2 separate regions of the Oryctolagus cuniculus genome follow, and region 1 is linked to region 2. Evidence: chromatin contacts called from public Micro-C data. All regions are on one chromosome and are shown on one strand. Each heading gives the region's core, a stretch centred on a gene start, on an enhancer-like site or on the middle of the called end of the contact. The rest is flanking DNA. Distances are from core to core; before and after follow the strand shown.

What was found. A called contact is a pair of places that touch in the nucleus more often than the background predicts.
Region 1: a contact with region 2 is called in a Micro-C map of ear pinna, with 2.3 times the contacts expected there. The contact joins the promoter of IGF2BP2 here to the enhancer-like site in region 2. A contact is called at or near these places in 3 of 6 Hi-C or Micro-C datasets (ear pinna, embryonic fibroblasts and skin fibroblasts).

Annotation. Positions count from the first base shown.
Region 1 is chr4:95,475,022-95,478,928 of mOryCun1.1, reverse strand. It overlaps IGF2BP2 (insulin like growth factor 2 mRNA binding protein 2), which reads left to right and starts at 1,397. Exons shown (of 15, transcript XM_002716464.5): 1 at 1,397-1,684; 2 at 3,273-3,333. The coding sequence starts at 1,507.
Region 2 is chr4:95,388,406-95,392,181 of mOryCun1.1, reverse strand. The region is part of intron 2 of IGF2BP2 (insulin like growth factor 2 mRNA binding protein 2); the gene reads left to right. Among named protein-coding and RNA genes, the nearest start is that of IGF2BP2, 87 kb to the left of the region's middle. Within about 2 kb of position 2,346, at least 1 of the 8 cell types and tissues checked has an H3K27ac peak or open chromatin away from gene starts, as enhancers often do.

The DNA of each region.
Region 1 (3,907 bases), core at 148-2,647, 88 kb before region 2:
GGAAGCTCAGGAAAACCCGAATATCTCCCATTCCCACATCGGCGGCGTCTCCACCTAACAACACGCTCGTCCCCACAAACCCAGCGATTCCGCCATCAAACCGGCAACTCTCGTGAAGTTCCCGGACGCCCAGGGCTTCTTCACCTCTGAATGCTTTTTCTCTCTCCCATGGAAGTTCATTTTCTGGCTGGGATTAGGCTCTAACCACCAGGCTTCCAGCCGGGTGCCCGGAACTTGCAGCCCGCCTCCAGCCGGTCGGGCTCCGAGGGGGCTCGGCTCTGGCTGCTTTCATCCTAACCCTGCCTCTTCCGTCGGTCACGCCGTTTCCTCGGCTCGGGAAGACCTCGTTCCTCTCCCTGCCCTTCCCAGGGCTCCGAGAACTCCTACACAGCCCGGGTGGGTGCCTCGCCCCCGGAGCGGCCCCAGCCACGCAGTCCCGCAGCGCGCGCCCGCGGCCCCTCCGCGTTCGCTTCCCCACCCGCCGCCACCTGGCTCCGCAGCGGCCGCCCGGGAAGCCCTCGGCGCTTCCCAGAATAGAGAGCAGCTGCCAAAGCCGGGCTGCCGCACGCCGCGGGGTCTGCCGCTCCGTTCCGGGCCGGGAAACTGAGGCCCGGGGCAACTTCCCCAGGGTGCACGGTCTGGCGGGGCCCGCCCGGCCGCGGTGTCTCCGGTCGCACGCGCCGCCCGGTCGTCTCGAGGAGTGGGTCTCGGAGCGAGCGCATCGCGCAGGGCGCCGGTGTCGGCCAACTCGCCGCCAAAGTTGTTGTCTCGCAGCCTGCCCTCGCCTCTCACCTCCCAGACGCACCTTCCCGCGGGCCCGGCAGCCGCGCTCCCACATCCGGTCCACCTTGCGCACACCGTGTCCACGCGCCTCCGCGGCCCCTCTGCCTCCCACGCCTGTGGTCCCGGCCGCTCCCCCGCGCCCCCTCGCGCGCTCCCACCCCGCGCCCCGGGGCGCGCCTTCCTCGCCCCGCTGCTCGCCCGGCCTCCGCGGCGCGTCCGCCCAGGATTCCACCGCCGGGAGCCGCGACCCGCTTCCGCCCGCCGGCTTGCGGGTGTAGGAGCCCGGGCAGCCGCGCGGGGGGCGCGAGGCGAGGGGCGCAGCGGCGCGGGCCGGGGAGGGGGCGCTCGCTCGCCGCTCTCGGCTGCGCACACGCCCGTACAAACTCTCTCACAGACACACGCGGGGTGCGCTGCCGCCGCCCGCCGCTGCTCCTCCTCCCGCCACCGCCTTGAGAGGGAGCGAGGGAGGCAGAGAGAGCGCTTTGTCCGCGCGCCGCCGCCCGGCCCGGGACTCTGCCCCGAGGAGGCAGCCGCGCCGAGTCCCCGCCTCCGCCTCTGCCCCCGGGCGGGCCGGGCCGGCCGCGGTGGGGGGAGCCAGGCTGAGGGTGAGGGTGGGGGTGGGTGGCGGGCGGGCGGAGGAGGAGGAGAGACGAGGGCAGCGGAGGAGGCGAGGAGCGCCGGGTACCGGGCCGGGGGAGCCGCGGGCTCTCGGGGAAGACGCGGATGATGAACAAGCTTTACATCGGGAACCTGAGCCCCGCCGTCACCGCCGACGACCTCCGGCAGCTCTTTGGGGACAGGAAGCTGCCCCTGGCGGGACAGGTCCTGCTCAAGTCTGGCTACGCCTTCGTGGACTACCCCGACCAGAACTGGGCCATCCGCGCCATCGAGACCCTCTCGGGTGAGCACTCGGCGCTGCCCCCTCCCCCCCGCCTCGCCCGGCTCAGGCCGGGACGGCGCCCCGAGCGAGGCCGAGCCCGGCGGGCGGCGCCCGGCGGGGGCTCCGGCGTCCGCGCGCTCACTTCCACGCACCAGACCCTCAACTCCCGCCGCCTGCCTGGCCGCCGGCTCCCGGGACGGCTCGCTCCCCTCCCCCCGCCCTAGCCCGGGGCTCACCCCTGGCCCTCGGGGCCGCAGCCCGCTGGGCGCTCCCCGCGCCGCGCTGGGGGGTCCCCGGGGGCTCGCCAGCACTCTGGAGGTGTCCCCTGGTACCCCCTGGCGCCCCGAGCCGCTCTCCGGAGCTCCCCCGCCCCCACTCTGCCGGAGTGCCGGGTCCCCCCTCTGCCCTGACCTTCCCGTCACCCCCTTTGTCCGGGACCCCCTCCTCAAATCCAGCATCCCCTCTTCCTCCCCTGGCCGGACCTTCCCCCTTTGCCTCGCCTCGTGCCCGGTACCTATCGCCCTTAGGCGTCCGCGGAGCCGCACTCTCCTTTCGAGCCCCTCCCCACCTTGCTCCCGGACCCCCCCGCTTTGGGGACCCCTCGAGGGCACCCCGATGACCCCCTTGGAGGTCTCAGGGCTCCCCCAGCCCCCGCAAGACGGCACATTTCCCGCGGTCCTCTCCCGAGCCCCAGTCCCCTCTTCGCTGGTCTCTCAAGCGCTCCTATTTTTCCCTGAATTTTTTGTCCGATTTTATTGAGAAGAACTCGGGGCTGGGGGCTTTCCGCCGCCCGTCCCCCCGCCTCCCGCTCGGCCAGAAGCACCTTTTTACGAGGTGCCCTGTCTCAACTCGGTGGGGGCCCGGGCTGAGAACCGGGAAAGAGGCGACCGGGGGGCCCGCGAGCGCGCCGGAGCCCAGACGGGAGACGGAGAGCGACACACACACTGGCGCGCGCGCTCGCAACGCGCCCTCCCGTACCCGCGGGGCTCGGAGCCGCGCTCGCCCCCCGGCCCGCGCCCCCGCACCCCGGCCCGGCGGGCGCCCCTTCCCCACGGGCGCGTGGGGTGGGGTGGGGTGGGGGCGGGGCGGGGCGGCGGCGAGGCCAAGGTGACACCCGGGAGCGGGGCAGGGACGCCGCTCCCGCCGCAGCCGACCCCAGGGGGGCTTCGGCGGGTCTTCTCGGGGTCGCGGGGAGCAGGGGGCAGGCAGGGGAGCGCGGCGGAGCCTCGGGATCGCGGGGTAGCGGAATGGGGAGGTGGGGGCCGGGAGAGGAGCGGGGCCGCGCCAGCCCTGCAGCTTGAGTTTCAAATGAGCTCATCCTTTCAAATTGGCGCCGCTCTTTATTAAATTTGTTTTTCCGGTAATGCCACCCACAGCTCTACCTGGGGTCGGATCCGGGCTCGCACCCTTCCCACCTCGTCCCGAGACTCGGGGCGCCCACCTTCCCTCGCCCTGGGAACCAAGTTCGCTCAGCTCTAGCCGGGCAGGAGACCCCTTGAGGGCGCCCGAAGGCGGAGCCCGAGCGTGGAGTTCTGTGCGTGCCCCTCCTAGACCCTGGCGGGTGGGATCCGAGCAAGGTTCTGAGAGTGCTTTAATTTCTGTTTTAAAGGTAAAGTGGAGTTGCATGGGAAAATCATGGAAGTTGATTACTCAGTGTCTAAAAAGCTAAGGTAAATATATTTTGCTTAGTTTTTTTTTTTTTTTTTTGCGATGGGGTTTGCGTATATAAAAAAAAGAAATATACCCCCCTTTAGGAAACGTATTCCTATAGTTTTTAAAAAGGCTTTTGTTTGTGTTGCTAGGGGAGATACGTGGTTTAGAAAGTTACATCTTTTACTTTCATTATATAAGGTGTTTACTGTACTTGGAAAATAGCTGGTGCCTAATTGGGGGTCGGGGTGGCGACGCTGGCCGCTCGCTCGCTGGGGCCATTTACCTCGTCGCTCTGCGGCGGCCTCCCACCCCCCACTTCCCACTCCCACCCCTGCCCCCCAGCACAATGGCCACACAGGCTTGTCAAGACTTCCTGTGAGATGTTAAGAGTAAATATTTACTGTGTCAGCTGAATTGCCTAACTAAACTTCACGATTAATTACTTTTCTTTCTTAGATGGTTTAATGTGGAATAATAAGATAATTCAGTAAGAGTTCAATATTTTGCATAGCATTCTAAAGAAGTAGGTTTGTTTGGATTGGATGGCAGCTAAAAGCCAGACTTTTTTAGTCACTGGGACAACTGAGTATT
Region 2 (3,776 bases), core at 1,097-3,596:
TGTTGTGCCCATTTAGGGAGTGAACCAACAGATGAAAGACCTCTCTGTCTCTTCCTCTCTAACTTCTGCCTTTCAAATAAGTAAAATATTTTTTTAAAAATTAAAAAATGAATAAATCCTATGCATATGTATTTGTATATATCACTAATCATATGAGGGTACTTCAAAAAGCTCATGGAAAATGGAATTAAAAGATGTTTATTTTGGAGTTTTCGGTAATCTGTGAATCTGAGGGATCTTCAGAGTGTTCATGGAGGGTGGATATTTGGCTTAGAGGTTAAGACATCTCTCTGAAGGGAATAGGAGTTATCTTGTACCCGGTATTGGACGAAATAGCAGAAGGATTTGTTGGTTGCATTTTCCAGGGACAGAAATGCAACTGCAAATGATAGGCATGAGCTTAACTCAGATTGCTAAAACTTTATAACATGAAACATTTCAGCGAGGCTGATAATGGTTGCAGAAACCAGCAATTTGTTTAAATTATTCTCTTTCATTCCCCCTTCAAAACCCAACTCAGATGTCACCACCTGCATGAAACCTTACCTGGTTTCCCAGGCTGTCCTGGCTCCCTCTTCCCAAGAAGCACTGTAATGATAGTGTGTGTCATTTGCATCAGATTGCAAGCCTTTTGAGGAAAGAGTCTGGGAATATTAGACCCTCATGGTCTAAACCCCGGTTTGTTTCTTGGAAAAGAATAAACATTGAGTTAATGTCTTTTGAAAGAAGTTTTTGGTGAATACTTAACTACCACAAGATGATACCTAAATATGTGTGCATGGATTTCAAACTTTTTTTTGCACCAAAATAAACTTTTAATTTTATTTTCTGTGAACTTTTGTATTGGTGGAACTGAATCTATAATTCCTTAAAGTGGAAACAGAAGCCCTAAATACCTAGGCTAATGTAACCACGACTTCTAATATCTTCATCAGATTTAATTACTGTTGTTATTTGACATGCATATTTCCAATCTTATTTTTCATTTATGCTTTTTAAATTATGAAATTTATATATGTACCTGGTCTTCATGCACAGTACTTTACAGTCTGCAAAGTGACTTCATATTTTATGTTCTCTTTGCATCAAATCAGGAAAGGTATCACTCCCATTTTATAATGGGAGTTATGGAGGCTTGGAATAGACCCAAGACTGTTAACTACCACTTCTGATCCCTGGTCCAATATTCCTTTCACTTATAGGAGTCTTTGGAGAACTCTTAGGAAACAAGGAGTACCTAGAATGTTTATTAAGGGAGGGTGTGCATCAGTTCCAGCAAGATGTTGACAGATTGGAAGGAATTTAAAGAGGAGCCAACACGGCTGGAAGGACGGACATAGGAGAGATGAAAGGAGCTAAATATGTATAGCTTGGCCAAAGGATGATTAAAGGGGATATGATAACAGTCCCTAAGAATGCGAAGGATGTAAACATCATGGAAAGAGAAAATGTATTTAGAACTGATCAAAGCAGCATATAAAAAGAAATAAAAATTAATGCTAAACATCAGGAAAAGCTGTTTTCCTGGTGAGGCTTGTTAGCTTATAAATTGGAATCTCAAGCGGGAAGTATCAGAAGCCCTATATAGGAGGCATTTGGGACTGAGCTCTTGTGCCTAGATTTGGGGAGGACTTTTCCAGTTCTAATTTTGATGGCTGAGATCATGTCCCTTCCTAGCGTGGACTTGCTACCCAGTTCTAATTGCACAGTTTTGCATATCAGGGTCAAAAGGAAGAGTCTTGTTACAATCTGGTGGAAGCCAAACTCAGGCATGTCCTTAACGTCATGCAGCCTGACGCTGCAGAGACCGTCTGTGAAACCTAGATTGAATCTCGAAGAATTTGACTGCTTCCCCCTCCATGGTGCCACCTGCTGGGATTGTGAGCACGATGCAGAAGGTGCCTCCTTGCTGTATAATAAACCGGCCGCAAGACAGAAGCGAGCGGCATGTTCCCAAGGGCGGAAATGCAGTCTGCCTGCCCCTGAATGGAGACAGACCATTACATTGCGTGAGTGGGGAATGATCTTGCACATGTATGAAGCCGTGTCCCAGGAAGGGCACCGGAGCCCATGGGGACATCATATAAAATCTGAGGCTGTTCACCTTTCATTGAGATGTCACCACCAAAATATCTCTGCCCCACTGGAGTTAGGCAAGAGACGTGACCTTCTAACTGAAAACAGTTTAGAGGGCAATCTTGGAGGAGTGTGGTGTTTGAGATGGGATGGAATCCAAGTGTTGGGGCTCTTGACATGACTGGAAGGCACTTGGACTTTGTGAAAGAGTGAGCCCTCCTCCCCCAGTGCTAAGCCCACATGACTACAGATAAGGCTAGGCCCAGGGCCATCTTAGGCCCAGAGGTGCCAAAGTGCCATCGCCCAGGTGCAGGAGCTGCCCACCTTAATGAGCTGGTGGATGAGAGCTGAATAGATCTGAGCGAGGTGAGGGTTCGTTCCCATCAGCCTCACTGTAGTGGACCAGCATCCTCTGAAAGTCTGAGCTGAGCTAGGACTTTGTCAGCAAAATGTGTGCATATCATTTGTGAACTAACTGCCCTGCTTTTATGACCTATTCCCACCTGTTCATTCACTCATTGAACAAACTTAACAAGTCCATGATGATGGGCTGTGAGTTAGGACCCTGGTGGTGGGAATGGAGGTGAAAGGTGGTTTTTAGAGATATTTAGTGCTGTGACCGCCACCTGAGTCTACGAGTTCTGGGGCAGCAGCCTTCCCCTCTGCTGTGTAAAGCTTGTCCTCACAGAGGAATTCTGTAGTTCCCCTGTGCCTTCCTAACCAAAGACTCCACTAAGCTGACCGTAGAGAGCATGTTGTCATACAAGCAAAAATATGAGGATAGTGTATTCCTTAGTAACTGATGTGTGTGCTCTAATACAGAATTACATAACATACAGAGTATGAAGAGACTTAAATGTATTTTTAAGTGTAAATATTGTCCAAGAGTGTGGCATATGAAGGATTTTCAAAAGTTCATTGAAAATTCATGTTATGAAAAAACTGCAGTATTTTTTTGCACCAAAATAAGTCTTTTTTTTTTTAATTTATTTGATAGAGTGATACAGACAGAGAGAGAGATCTTCCATCTTCTGGTTTTCTCCCCAGTTGCCCACAACAATGAAGGGTGAGCCAAGCCAAAAGCTGGGAGCCCAGAATTCAATCCAGGTCTCCCACGTCAGCGGTAGGAACCCACATACAGGAACCGTCATCTACCACCTCCCAGAGTATGCAGTAGCAGGAAGCTGGAATGGGGAGTGGAACTGGGTCTTGAACCCAGGTATACTTCGGCTGTGCTGAACACTTGCCCCAAGATAAACTTATCTTTAAAAAAAAAAAAAAAAGAAGAAGAAGAAGAAGAAGAAGATGATGATGATTTGGGGCCGTTGCTGTGGCTTAGCGGGTAAAGCCATCACTTGCAGTGCAGGCATCCCATATGGATGCCAGTTCGAGTCCCAGCTGCTCCATTTCTGATCCAGCTCTCTGCTATGGCCTGGGAAAGCAGTGGAAGATAGCCCAAGTGCTTGGGCCCCTGTACCTGTGTGGGAGACCTGGAAGAAGCTCCTGGATCCTGGCTTTGGATCGGCGCAACTGCAGCAGTTGTGGCAAATTGGGAGGTGAACCATCGAATGGAAGATCTCTCTCTCTCTCTCTCTCTCTCTCTCTCCCTCTCTCCCCCTCTCTCCCTCTCTCCCTCTCTCCCTCTCTCTCTCTCCCCCTCTCCCTCTCCCTCCCTCCCTCCCTCCCTCTCTCTCTCTCTC